2 separate regions of the Hordeum vulgare genome follow, and region 1 is linked to region 2. Evidence: chromatin contacts called from public Hi-C data. All regions are on one chromosome and are shown on one strand. The core of a region is the stretch at or near the end of the contact, and the rest is flanking DNA. Distances in the headings are between cores, read along the strand shown. Region 1 holds the start of LOC123451212. Region 2 holds the start of LOC123447896 (transcriptional corepressor SEUSS-like).

What was found. A called contact is a pair of places that touch in the nucleus more often than the background predicts.
Region 1: a contact with region 2 is called in a Hi-C map of leaf, with 7 times the contacts expected there. The contact joins the promoter of LOC123451212 here to the promoter of LOC123447896 in region 2. A contact is called at or near these places in 2 of 6 Hi-C or Micro-C datasets (leaf and seedling).

What each region holds. Positions count from the first base shown.
Region 1 is chr4H:66,870,526-66,877,275 of MorexV3_pseudomolecules_assembly, forward strand. LOC123451212 reads left to right here and starts at 4,769. Exons shown (of 3, transcript XM_045128221.1): 1 at 4,769-5,000; 2 at 5,092-5,154; 3 at 5,290-5,703. The coding sequence starts at 4,911. The coding sequence ends at 5,475. It also overlaps the pseudogene LOC123450277.
Region 2 is chr4H:66,186,879-66,194,298 of MorexV3_pseudomolecules_assembly, forward strand. LOC123447896 (transcriptional corepressor SEUSS-like) reads right to left here and starts at 3,035. Exons shown (of 10, transcript XM_045124611.1): 1 at 2,644-3,035; 2 at 246-1,460; 3 at 20-139. The coding sequence starts at 1,364.

The DNA.
Region 1 (6,750 bases), core at 3,519-6,018, 690 kb after region 2:
TGACCTCAAATCAGGAAAGAAAATGTTAAAAAGAAAGCGAGTTCAAAGCACTGCTAGAAAGCCCACTGCGTCTGTCTGTCATCGAAACAGAGGCTATGGAAAAAAACCTAGACATCAGGTAAACATCAACTAGAGCTATTACAAGCAAAAGGCTACCACCAGTTCAACACTAGCAAACACATGCTCAAAATCTAGCATGATGTAAGACAAAAGAAGATGTTTTGATCATCATATCTTCATACTGCCATCTTAGAGCAACTCTAGCAGACCCCGCATCTCGCCGGCCCGTAAAACACGTTTGCAGGTCGCGCAAAACAGCTTTTGCGGGCTGGTCTGGGCTGGCACAGATGCAGACCCCCCAAACGGATTCGTAAAAAAATATATTTCCGGAATATTCCTTTTTACGGGTCGGCTTTGCGGGATCTGCTCTTTGCACCGCTGCTTTCCGCATATCATCTGCCCGCAAATATCAAATACAACATAATTCAACAGACGAAAACAAACTGAATTATTCGAATCAAACACAATACAATAATCATCCGCATTACAAATAATTATTCAAATTTGTCATGAATACAAATACAAATGAATACAAAAATAAGTCATTGTCCAGCCCTTTGACAATGGTGTTCAGTGAGATCTTTCTGAAGTTGAAAGTGGTTGTCTGGGTTTTCAATCTCCTTGTATGTCTGAAGAAAAGCTCTAATGCGGTTTGGGTCTCTAGCTGGTTTGACACGGCTACCCATATTGTCGTAAAAGAATTCTAAGTTCAATCCTCTCTCATCGTCAAGAATCATATTATGCAGGATAACACAACATGTCATGATGTTCTTCAAGGTTCTCTTATCCCAAAAACGAGCAGGACCACGGACAATGGCAAACCTAGATTGCAAAACACCGAATGCTCTTTGAATGTCTTTGCGGGCTGCCTCTTGCACCTTTGCAAATTCACATTCTTTTTTTGTTTTGGGTTCTTTGATGCTCTTGACAAATGTGCACCAAGGAGGGTATATATCATCTGCAAGATAGTACCCCCTTGTGTATTCATGTCCATTGATAGTGTAGTTGCAAGCAGGAGCATCACCACTAGCAAGCCTAGCAAACAAATGAGACCGTTGCCACACATTGATATCATTGAGTGTGCCCGGCGTACCAAAAAAGCAATGTCAAATCCATAAATCCTCGGATGCTACGGCCTCTAGCACAATTGTTGCATCACGAGACTTGCCATAATACATTCCTTGCCAAGCTTTGGGGCAATTTTTCCAATTCCAATGCATACAATCAATGCTACCTAGCATGCCAGGGCAACCTCTCCTCTCATTAGATGCCATCAATTTCTTTGTGTCATCTTCATTGGGTGCCCAAAGATACTCAGGACCGAATAGATGGATGATCACTTTCGCAAATCTACGCACAGACTCAATTGTGGTATCTTCACCAATGCGAAGGTACTCATCGGCATAGTCAGCCGGAACGCCATATGCAATCACCCGCATAGCTGCGGATATTTTTTGATATGCACTAAATCCCTTCAAGCCCGCGGCATTCCTTCTTTGAGTAAAATACCGGGAATTTTCCTCGCAAGCTTGAACAATTTTCACAAAGAGGGATCAACGCATTCGGTACCTTCTCCGGAACAGGTGTGGAGGATATGTAGGATTCTCCGCGAAATAGTCTTGCATCAACATCTCGTTCCCAAGATGGCGATTCCGAGGAATGCACAAACGCCCGACAGTCGATCCTCGCCTTCTCTTCCGGTTCTCGTCTTCATGCTCCTTCATGGCAAGCGCCATGACTAATGTTTGCTGACGAAAGGTCGCAATCATGGTCTCAACATCCGAGCCGGCCGAATCGGACGAATCGGATAGCAGGAACTTCTTGCACGGGGTCAACTCCATCTTCTCGGGCAGTTGGCGGGAGGATAGTAGGAAACACAAAAAAAGGTACTAACCGACGGCGGCGGCGAGGCGGTGGTCGATCCCCGGCGGCGGCGGCGGCTGGAGGCGGCTCTTCTCGCCGGATCCGGAGGGGCGGTGCAGCGGCTCGCCTACAGATATGGCCGGAATCGCCGGTGGTGAGCGGGCGGAAGCAAAGGCGGGGCGGCGGTGGAAGGGAGGGGGAAAATAGCGCGGGCTGAAATGTCTCTCCCGCCAACTGCTTCTCTGTTATGCAGGGCACCGCAGCCACGAGGGGGAAACCCTCGTTTTCCCAGGTTGGGGTTGGGAATTTACCGCGCCCCCTAAAATTTTTTGCGGACCAGGACGGGATGCGGGGTCTGATCGGGCAGGCTTTTCCGCCTCGACCCGCATTTTGGCGGTTATTTTGCGGGTCGGGGACGGATGTGGGGTCTGCTAGAGTTGCTCTTAGACCTCCACGACCGGAGATGGCGACCTCAACGCTCTGCATCAATCTTTCTTGAGTTGTTGCAGACTTTTGTCAACATTATGGTCCCATTGCGAATCATCTCAGTTTCAGCGTGAAGCTTTTCCGCATCCTTGTCTTTGAAAAGTCCTGTCCAACACAAACAGGGGCGGAGCCAGGATTTAAGTATGGGGAGCTAAGATGACGATTTTCATACACTTTTTAATACAATGACCATACAAGACCAACACGAGATAATATATATTTTGTACTTAGAAAACATGTAGATTTTTATTAGTTTGGATGTATAACTAACACAAAAAAACGCATGTAACCAGAATCTCATATTGTGTACTTTGGATTCTAGTTTGTTGTGAAATTTCTATTTGCGCAAAATATTTGTTTGGCAGTTTGTATATAAATATATGTGATATTGGGGCTATTATGTACATAGACAATATGTATAATTTATAACCGATGAACAAACAGTATCTTGCATCTAGCAGTTTTATATAAAAATCTAATAATAGTAATAACACATGATATTCAAGACATGAAATCGTAGTATGATTACCTTAAATCCGGCGTGAGTGGTATAGTGTTGTTCTCATGGTGCAATTTGAAGCTCCTGATAGAGGGATATCATGAAATTGGCGCATAGACCGGCCGCAGGCGACGCCCATCACCGCCGGACGTTGGCGATGCCCTAGCACACGTGGGTGAGAGATGACGAATACACGCATCGCAGCCGGACGCTTGCGATGTCCTAGCGCACAGGGGAGACAATCAACGAACACATGCAGTAGTGCAGGTAGTCGACTGCTGGTAGTCAACTAATCCATCATCAAGTAGTGCAGGTGCATTCGGTCCAAAAACAAAAGTTATGTATCCATCTAATGGGCCGACGTCGTTTGCTTCCTAGGCTTGGGCCTTTTTCCAACTTCGTGCTTGACTAATTATTTTGCGGGTCGGAGCATTATATATGACCTGCAAAATAATCGTTAAAATACAGGTCCGTGTGAAAAAATTGTCTGATCAGACCCTGCAAATGCGTCGGACATGTACATATTTTTATGGGGCACGATAAAAAGCTTCTCCCGATCTGCAAAAATACAGTTTTCGCGTCCGCTTCTACGGTGCCCTGTATCGAAAGAAAGCAGTTGACGGGAGCCTAACTACCACAAAAACTTCCGCGTCCGCCGTCCACGTCCACCATACGTCGCTCCGGACGTCCCTGAACGCCACCCCGCCCGTCCTAATGGCCACCCTGCTCGTCCTGGCCGGATTCGACGTCGGCGACGGAAGCTAGCTAGCTAGCTCCTGGATGTATTCAGGGATCGACGACCCTGTATTTAGGAACAAATTTAATTGATCATGGACACGGGCGAGAGGAAGAAGAAGATATGGGGGAAAATGTAAGCGAAAATTCGGTTTACACTTTAAGTTTAGGGGGTCTGTTCCGTCGCAGCCCGAGTTGACCCGTAAAAAAACATCTTCTGCGAATATCTTTTTTACAGGTTCATTTTACGGGGTCTAACTCTGCTCTCGTCCGCACCGGTCCATAAAATCGTTTTTTCACGAACTGTAAACACGTTTTACAGATCGGTGTTATATGGGACCTACTAGAGATGCTCTTATATCAATATAGTTACTTCCATGATCCAGTACTAATTATCATGAGTTAACAAAAGTTCTACAGCCAGCACACCCCTCTCGAAATCGATGGGGGTGGCCACTGGCCCAGGCCGGCCGCCCCTGAATACAAGAGAAACGAACATGGTATGAACAGTATCTTGAAAGGAGATTTGATCAGCTATTTTTCGAAGGTGGCCATGTACCTCGTCGCTGTCAGATAAAAAGGAGAGAAAGAAGACGATCTCGTCTACTTCCTGTCCTGTCGATAATCGCGTGTCCTGCTCAAAAAAAAAACAATCACGCGGTGTCCGTCTATATCGCTCGGTACGTATATATGCAGCGAAAATACCGTGGGAAACCACCGGTAGAAGCAGACCGGCCCCGGTCACATCAGGAAGTATTCGTCCGGTGGAAAGGCTCCACAAACACAAAAGTGCACAGCATCGCGAAGCAACGGGCGCATCCCAGCCCCGCGCGCGCGCGCGTCGGCGGCGTCAGGATCACACGTCACGCTACACGCGATGGTAACCCCGAGCGGACGCCACGCGCCGGGCAGCCACTGGCCCATGCCGGCCGCCTCGCCATGCACTGGCGCCATGCGGGGTGGACGACCGCGACCCGGTGACGGCTCTCCGTCCCCGCGTGTCACGACGCTTCCACGACGTGCGCGCTTGCGCCGGTCGACACGCGTGGAGTTCGTGCCTACTTTCTCTTCGTCCGACCGACGCCTCGTCGTGCTATAAATAGGCAACGACACAGGAACTCCGTTGTTATCTGCTGCACGGAAGCAGTAGACACACACACACACACACGCATTTCTCATCTGCAATTTTTGCCCGGCCTGCGCGTTACACGTTTCGTACGTGATACATTCCGGTCATCCCCCAGCACGTCCGACGAAGCTGAGATCGATGCGGCCCCACGCGGGCGCCGCGGGGAGCATGGCGTCCATGGAGTGGGAGCCCAAGGCGCTCTCCCTCCACGAGCTCAAGTACGCCAGGGTGAGGCACCGCCACCGAGCCTAGCTCTCATCGATCTTTCTCAACCTTCTCTTAAGACGGTTCTCTAAGACGTACGTATCCACTTCTGCAGGAGGCGGCGCTGTATGTCCTGAGAACGCACTCGTCGGAGGACGCCGTCCGGATCTTCACCGAGGTAACGAGCAGCTTTACTTACAATCTGGACGATCCAGCAGATCGTTCATGGTCGATCGGCTAGCTTCTGTCTCTCAGTTTTGTGATGACGATGGACGAACCAGCTGATATTTATGGAACTTGCTGCGTGCTGCAGGGTCTCAAGCCGGTGCTGGGCGTCAGGAAGGACTCCATGACCGACTCCGACGAGGAGGACGACCAGGGCGACGAAGATTATGACATGTTCAATCCCTACGCGTTTCTTGACGATGATAGCATTTGCTGCCACCGCCAGTATGGCCGCACCGCCGCAGAACGAGATGTTGCTACCGCGCCCTTCTAATTTGCTCAACACCACCTATTGATAGTTTTTTTTTCATAATATTCTTACAATTTTTTGATAGAAGTGGTGAAGGCATTTTTATACAGCTTCGGAAAGACATGTAATGTAGAACTACGAAGATTTTAGAGATCCAGGCACAGCGATTTCTTGACCGAGTTGTAATCAAAACAGTGTTCTTTATTGATGACTAGTACAAATGCCCGTGCGTTGCACCGGGTGAAAAAAAGACACAACTTTTCATATGCAATTGTGCATCATTTTTATAATCAATTTTAACATAAGGTTAAACTAATTATAGCAAAAATGTTCACCAGACAGCAGTCACGGACACAATATGGAAACGACGAAATGAAACGTCGTTTAATCTGATAGGACACAATATGGAAACGACGAAATGAAACGTCGTTTAATCTGATAAGGAAAGTGTTCAACAACATGCTGCTTTATTTTTCCCCATGAAACCCTTCCTTATTCTATCGCTTCACACTCCATACGTTAGCCAAAAGCAAATAAAACGTTAGCCAAAAGCAAATAAAAACCATTCATTCACTGGTAATGAAACCATTCATTCACTGACGTTGTTATGGGGGAGTTCATTCATGATGATGAGTTCTTGAGGACCCACTTCACCTTCAGGATGATGATGAGTTCTTGAGGACCCACTTCACCAGGGTGGACACGCCAAAGCCAGTGGCGGTGTCGTTCCACACCGGGCCTGCCATGTCGATGTGCATCCACTGAACCTTGTCGATGTGCATCCACTGAACCTTCTCATCGACAAACTGCAATGCAAGCACATTAGAGTTCGTCAGCTTTGCCGGAGGAAAATTCAACCTAGTACAAGTATGATGCGACCTTTTTTTTTCAACAAACACATGTGGATGCTTTGATCATTCTAGAGAGATGCTATACCTGTTTCCGGAGCAGGACAGCTGTGATGGAACCGTCCGGAGGAAAATTCAACCTAGTACAAGTATGATGCGACCTTTTTCAACGAACACATGTGGATGCTTTGGTCATTCTAGAGAGATGCTATACCTGTTTCAGGAGCAGGGCAGCTGTGATGGAACCGTTGTCGACCGCCCGTGTTGACCATGTATGCCGCACCAGACTTCATCTGCTCCCAGTAGCTTTCCTCCATGGGCAATCTTCAGAACTTCTCCCCCGATAACTCAGATGCAGCAGTGACTTCCTGGGCTAGTTCATCACTTGGTGTGAGGATTTCTGAAGAGACATGTTCATTAGTATACATGACTTCAGAGTACCCCACTATTT
Region 2 (7,420 bases), core at 1,785-4,284:
ATGAGAACAGCTAGTAAACCTGAGGGAAAACTCCAGTAGTTTGACGGCCAGTTCCATAGAGAGATACACACCACCTCTTTTTGGCAGTTGGAGCGAAATACTCATTGACAAAGTTTCTCCAGTACTCAATATTATTATCCTGCATCAACAGGAAACAGTAGATGCCCTAAGTTGTAAGAACATGGCTTTTGCTTGGAGCATAAAAGATAAAACTAGATGTTTTTAAACAAGCCAAAAGAACATACCTGTGGTCTGTTTTGTTGATGGTACATGTAATGGGTCAGTCTCTTTGCACAGGTACCTGGCTCATAGGAAGCCGGCTTTCCTGGAGTTCTTATGTTTAGACTTTGTTGACGAAGTAACTGCTGCTGCTGATGTTGATGCTGTTGTTGCTGCTGATGTTGATGCTGTTGTTGCTGCTGATGTTGATGCTGTTGTTGTTGCTGCTGCTGCTGTAATTGACTTCTCTGTAAAGGAAGATTCTTCAGAATATGTTGTTGTTGCTGCTGCTGCATATGCATGATACGCTGTTGTTGCAAAAGGTTCAGTTGGGCAGCCGCAGCAGCTTGAGGGTTCTGCTTCGTGAGCTGCAACAAATGGTGCTGCTGCTGCTGTTGCTGCAAGAATGCTGATGAGTCTGAATTCGGTTGCTCCATCTTGACTGCACCCAAACCCCTCAATGATTGCAACTGATGTGGCTCAAATTTTACATTGCCAGCATTGCGCATCATCTGGGCTGGGCCATTCTGGTCAAGCTGTCCCATCTGCTGTTCCAATTTGACTCCACCTATACTGCCACCGTTCTCCAACTTTACTGTACCATGCAGCTGCAGTGGTTGCGTTGGCAATTGCTGCTGGTTGTAAGACATCGATAGTTGTTGTTGGTGGTGGTGGTGCTGCTGCTGCTGCTGTTGCAAATCCTGCATATCCATCTTCTGCTGCTGCTGCTGCAAGTTATCTGAACCTACGTGATTGCCCAAACTAACCTGGGAGGATGACACAGGATCTGATCCACCCGTGCCAACCAAATCACCAGTACCATCAAGCCCCCCTCTTTGCTGAAGAGTACTCATCGGAAGCCCACCATTAGCCATTTGCCCTGGACCCGGCACAGTCCCCCCGTTTCCAAAGGACTGCCTGTTGAGCAGAGGGGAGACATTCGAGGACCCTCCAAGCAGGCCATTTCCACCAAACTGTGTGCGCGGGGAAACAAGAGATGAGAATGGGGACTGTGACTGAAGCATGCCGCCGCCACCCATTCCCTGCTGGCCACCACTGAGCAGGCTGGAATTCGTCCGGAGAAGAGAAGCAGCACCCACTGGCTGCCCAGGTCCCATTGGGTTCGGGGGCCCTGAGGAAACCATCCTTTGCAGGCAATCGGAGAGCTCCAAGCTCTGCAAACCACTCCAAGGTCAAGTTATGTCACCACTCAACTCACCATCCTTTCAGACCAGCGTTCCCTGTAAACAACCAGAGATGCAACTTTAGGACACATGCATGGATGTAGACCAGTGCGCCTGCACAAATATACTCAATACCATTCTCCACCACCAAAAGATGAACTGGAACCAAAGGTGGATAAGCTACCAAAGCACACTGGTCTTCTTTAATCCAGGCAACAAACAGCACAAATACACCGAAAAACAGAGCACAAATACACCGAAAAACAGAGCACAACAGTAGACACAAGCATAATTAAGCAACACCCTCCTAAATCGCAGGTCCCCATGCCCAAAACTCACAAACAAAGTGTAATTAAGAAGCAGCGGCAATTACCCCTCCTCCCTCACAGAGAACACATCCTCCTAGATCGCAGCACCCCATGCCCAAACTCATAAAAAAAGTGTAGTCAAACAGCAGCAATTAGTATGAGCCGTTCTTTGAATACGTCAAACAAAGGATACCTTCTAAAGATCAGGACCTTTTTCAGTTTCAAAAGAAAAAAGAATCAGGAACATTTTGTGGTTAATATCTAATAAAAGCATTCTGTGAGGAAGGTCTGAATAACAGGCAGTGGCAAAAAGACACGAGATGCCAATTCTATGAAAACTTGACACATTTTAACACTTACTCGTTGAATGCACAATTGTAAAGTTTATCTGGAGAGTTATACAATGCAAATATGATTTACATAATGTACCTAATAACTCAATTGACTTTAGGATTAGTTCATTCGATAAACCAGGGGGAGGAAACTAGCAATGGTAGGCATGGCTGCAGTTGTGCGGCCAATTCGAAGGACACAAGACAATGCTTGTTTTCAACACAGATTACCATCTGATCCAAATATTGTCACGTCTCTGTTTTGTTACTGGTCACCATGTTGGGCTATATAATTGCTGGAACAACTCAGCTGAAGTATGGAACTCTTGAGAGGGGATGGCGACCGTTCAGTGATTAACTGCACACCAAGCTCCACAATGCTGCTGCTTCGATGAATAAACTCCCCGAAAGCTGTTTTTCGACATTTCACTCTGTGTTGCCTGTCAGTTGTAAATCTCCGGCAAGCGTTTACGCTGTCAGATTATTTATCTACTATATCTGCTACTCTGTTCTCGCTGAATTGCTTGCGAGTAATGGAAGCCGGGGGCCGTAAGCAGCTTGCCCAAACAAAATATTAAATACTCGAACAAGCGCACTCACCGCCACGAAGCCACCAGCCACTGCCAGTACGCAGCTCCGGCCCGGCAGCGATCCAACGATCCGAAGGGTCGACTCGCGCTAAATCGCGCGGCGCAGCGCGGCCCGCAGGGACCCCTCGTCCGCCGGCAACGCGCGCGCCGCCACTACCGCCACCGCTCGCCGCGCCGGAGCAGCCCCGCTCCGGCCAGTACAGTCCGCCGCCGCACCGACGAAGAGAACCGGTCCGTGGAGAAGATCTTTCCCTCCTGCCCCCGCGCGCGGTCGACGGGATTCGGCTCGGCTCGGCTCGGCTCGGCACGAGCCCTCTCGGTGGAGAAGGGAGGGAAGGAGGAGGCGAAGCGAGGGAGGAGAGAGAAAGCGAAGCGAAACAGCAGAGAGAGAGAGGAGAGAGGGGGGAAGGGGAAAATGCCGAGACTCCGTCCTTGCGGACGTCAAAATTCGCATTCGATTTGATTAAGATCCGGGGTCCGCGACCCGGCCGGTGGCTACCGCCACCCGCTGACGGCTGGGGCCCGCGCCCAGCCGGATCCTCGTGGCGGTGAACGGGTGGGGGTGAGGCTGCGGTGTAGGGGGGCTGTGATTAAGCGGGGTGTTTTTCTTTGCTTCGGTGTTTGGTCTGTTTTATTTCTGGGTTTTTCTTTAGTTGTGTGCTGAGGCTAAAAGAAGTCAAAAAGGGAGCGTGTGCGTGTGCTCCATGCCACGCCATGGCCAACGGTGTGGCATGGGATATCCTCCTGTCACACACATGGTCGTGGAACATGTTACACAAACGGAATGTCAGCACCGGCTCGTTGTGCTAGTCCAGTTAAGCGTGCACGGGTGGTGGTTGGACCTGGGTAATTGCTGTGATGCCTCGTTCTGATGGGCGGGATTTTCTGACCGGGAATTTCGGTGTTCAAGTTCATACTTTTTTTTTCAGAATACAGTGTTTGTTTTACTACCACGCAGAGTGTCCTTCGCCTAAGAGCATCTTCAATAAATGATGTAAATTTAAAGATGCATAAGGCCATATTTGAAACCATAATAGATTATGATAATTTGGATTATGAAGATAGATTATATAATCTGATTTATAAAAATAATCTAGATGGGCATGTTTGGAAGCCAGATTATATAAACTGTAATCCAGGTTTTACATTGCATAATGACATATCTGTCTTTTAAAAAAAAAAAAAGAGTTGCGGTGGCAGGAATGTAATTATCTCTAACTTTACAAGGATAATGGGTCTTTAGTAATCCATAATCTGATTTTAGCTGGGGTAGAGTAGATTATGAGTTTTTAATAATCTGTCCATCTAGTTTTTATAATCTACACCATAATCTGTTCTATTTAGAGACAAAATAAATTATAAAAACCGGATTATATAATGTGAGTGGTTCCAAAGAGGGCCTAAATAGATGTTATATAATTTACGTCATCAAAAAATATTTTTTAATCTTAAAAAGGCAATTCTAACAAATAATGTATATTTGTGATGTAAAGCTCTAATTTTAAAAGATGATGCAAATGTGTACATGTAAAAACTAGATACTTCAACTACTACTTCATTTGAAACATAATTCAAACATAGTTCTAATTTGAAACATAAATTAAACGACTACTACAACTAATTCAGACTACTGCATCCATCAAACTAGTCGTCCTCCTTCGAGAGCATCGAGTACTCCTCATCATTCTCCTCCGAAGACCCCCAGAACTCCTCATCGTCCTCCTTCGAGGTCTCAACGGCGGTCACCATCAAGGGGTCGGCCTCGTGCTCCTTCTTCTGATGCTCGGGCTCGCTCTTACAGAAGAACCTGAGCTCGACCTGAACATACTCTAGATGCTCCCGCGCGAACCTTGTTATTGTCGATTCGTCGCTATCGCCAGGATCAACGACAATGGACGGCCTCTTCTTCATCTTCTTCTTTGTCATCTCCTTCATATAAATACCCTCCGTCACGAGGAACTCCGCATCCGCCTGGGTCTCAATCTCCGGGAAGTTAAGCTCCGTCCTCAGCCTCCCGGTACGCCACGCTACCGTGTCGTATGCACGCGCGGCCTTCTTGGAGGTGTCATACGTGCCAAGCCAGAAGCGGCGACCCGCGTCAAAGAACTCGATGTCAAAGTTGTCGGGCGGCTTTGCCGCACTTTGAAGAGCACGGTCTTGCTCTTAAAGACCTTCTTTGGTTTCATGGCGGCGTCGGGGCGGCGGCGGAAACGGCGGTGAGTACGAATGGGGCGGTGGCGAATGAGCAGTGGTGAGGGCGGAACCGACGACGAAAGCGAATCGGGCGACGAAGGAGGAGCGACGGAAACAGCCTGATACGCGTTGTGCGACTGCTGGTGGAGGTGGGGTGGGGCTGGGCGGGGGCTTGATGCTAGCGGATGAGCGGCGGCGATAGTGCAAATGGCAGCAGGGCCGAATCGAGCGGTGACGAAGAACCGACGAAAAGACCTCGATTCACGGCGTGCAACGGGTGGGCTGGAGGACAAGCGAAACTAACATCGGGTTGGTGAGGTGGTGGGATCTAGCGCGGCGCGACGACGGCGTGGTGTGATGGGAGGGAGGGTGCCAACGGCTGTGTGGCGGGAGGTCGCAGGAAGAAGAAGAAGAGTGTGGGAAAACGACCAGAAACGACTATGGGTGATTGGCGCGCAATACATTTTGACATCACGTGGGAGGTGAAGATGTAAATTTGCATCGCCGAGTATTGTATTTTACATCTTTTGAAAGAGGTGATGTAAAAGATATTACATTTTTATCATTTATTGGAGGTGAGTATTGGGCTTTGGAGATGCGAGAGTGAGTTCCCCTTTCTCTCTTTGTTTTGATTTTTTCCCTCGTGTGCGTGGGTCTTTTCACGTTTTTCCTTCACTTGTCTTGATTGTCTCACCTTTCATTAGCTTACCAAATAAAATTATGTTATTTTGGTAAGTTAATAATTTCTTACCAAGTAAAATTGTACATTTTATTTAGCTAGGTAAATTACGTCCAAGATTTGATAAACATTTATTTATGCAATCACACTATTACGAACATGTAAATCAGATAACATACTAGAATGTTTATATCATGTTACAACCATTGGTACGGACAAGGGCGAGCACGGGTTGCCCCCATTGCTAGCGATTAAATTGCATGATGACACCACGGAAAAAAAATGCAATCTCTTCAAAGAAAGAACAAAATCCCATACATAGGCTCCCTCAAGGTCTCGTTAGCTCCCAGGCCATCGCATTAAGGGACATCCTCGATGACCAGCGTTTTGGCTTACCATAAACTTTGTTGCACGATTGTCTTGTTGCGCCTTGTCTCCACACAATGCGTCATCTTTCTGTGACTGAGACCCTCTACAGAGGGGTGACTACTTTCAAGCGAAAGAGGGTGACCCTCCCGTCCGATTAGGATGACCATATTATGGAGATGAATCTAAAGCAGTAACACTACGACGGGTCCAGGTTACTCTACGCCAATTTAAACTTCAACTTCTGAATGCCTTGTGACGAGGTTGTCCTCCATTAGGTGGGCCCATGGAGACTGCAAACCCGACAAAGGGCCATGAAGGCCCAAGCCCGTATATTTTATGACTCAATGTCACGACAAGGGGGAGTTAATCAGTTGATGTGGGCACCCGCGAGAGGATTACATCACTTGGTTCACACGGCGTCCTTCGTCCACTCAGTCGACTCAGGAGGCCAATAGCTAGGGACATCAATAGAGGTATCTACTAAGGATGGATGCCTAGTGTTAATATTCTAGGCAAGCAAAACATCGTTACAACTTGTAGTGGGTATTTATTAAAATAACTTGTAGCGGGTACACATTATTACTTATTAATACACCTATAACGTAGCTACCGATAGCCAAGGGGTGAAGCATACTCTATATAAAGATAACCCTTGTATCCAATTACAGATTTGAAACCTTTGTATCCGCAAAACCATATGCAAGAACATCTCTGTGTGAGACAAGACTAAGACTTTTACCTTCACCGAATAGGAGCCTAAACCTATAAATTCATGTGTCACCCACTTGCATCTCGAGAAATCAAACCTTGTTCTCATAACCTTCTTACTACCAGATTTATCCACATGGTAGTTGGCGGCCACCGTGGGGCTGCACATCTTTGAATTCATGGCGCATGTGGTTTCTTCACCATTTTTCGGCGTCCATATGACAGGGAATATTCATCCTTGTCAGTTCAATCATTTTTGTCATCAATGATTTGGCATGGCATCTTGATGCCCTGCTGAACTCGCTGAACTATGACGCACTTCCTACTCGCAGCAACACCTGCTACCTGCTGAGAGCACTGGCCTGTCAAACCTTTAGAAGTTTGTTTTGTATCAGGCTAGCGTATTGGCTAGACAAAATGTCGGTAAATCTTTCTTCCGTCTCTTCGATTTAGGGTTAAATCAAGTACAAATGATATATGTGTACTGAATCGATTGCTTGGATTCGCAGTGCCCAAAGTGTTTGGACACAGGGGGTTTGTGCGACAATAGCCACTAAATACAAGCCACACACTTCTTCATAAGCATTATAGAAGGCTTTGTAGACAAGATGGTATGTTTTTCACATTGGTAGTTCTATCAATTATGGTGTGCATGATTTTTTGTTAGTTACTTGAGCATATATTGTACTAAAGGTCTATGACTTAAGTCGTTGTTCAAGTCATTACCATGGGTTCCATGGAGCTGATGGACACTAGAGTTGATATGCAAGCATGCATACAACTACTTTTGATGCTTGTTTCATAATTACAAAAGACTACTTATCAGATTTTAGATCAT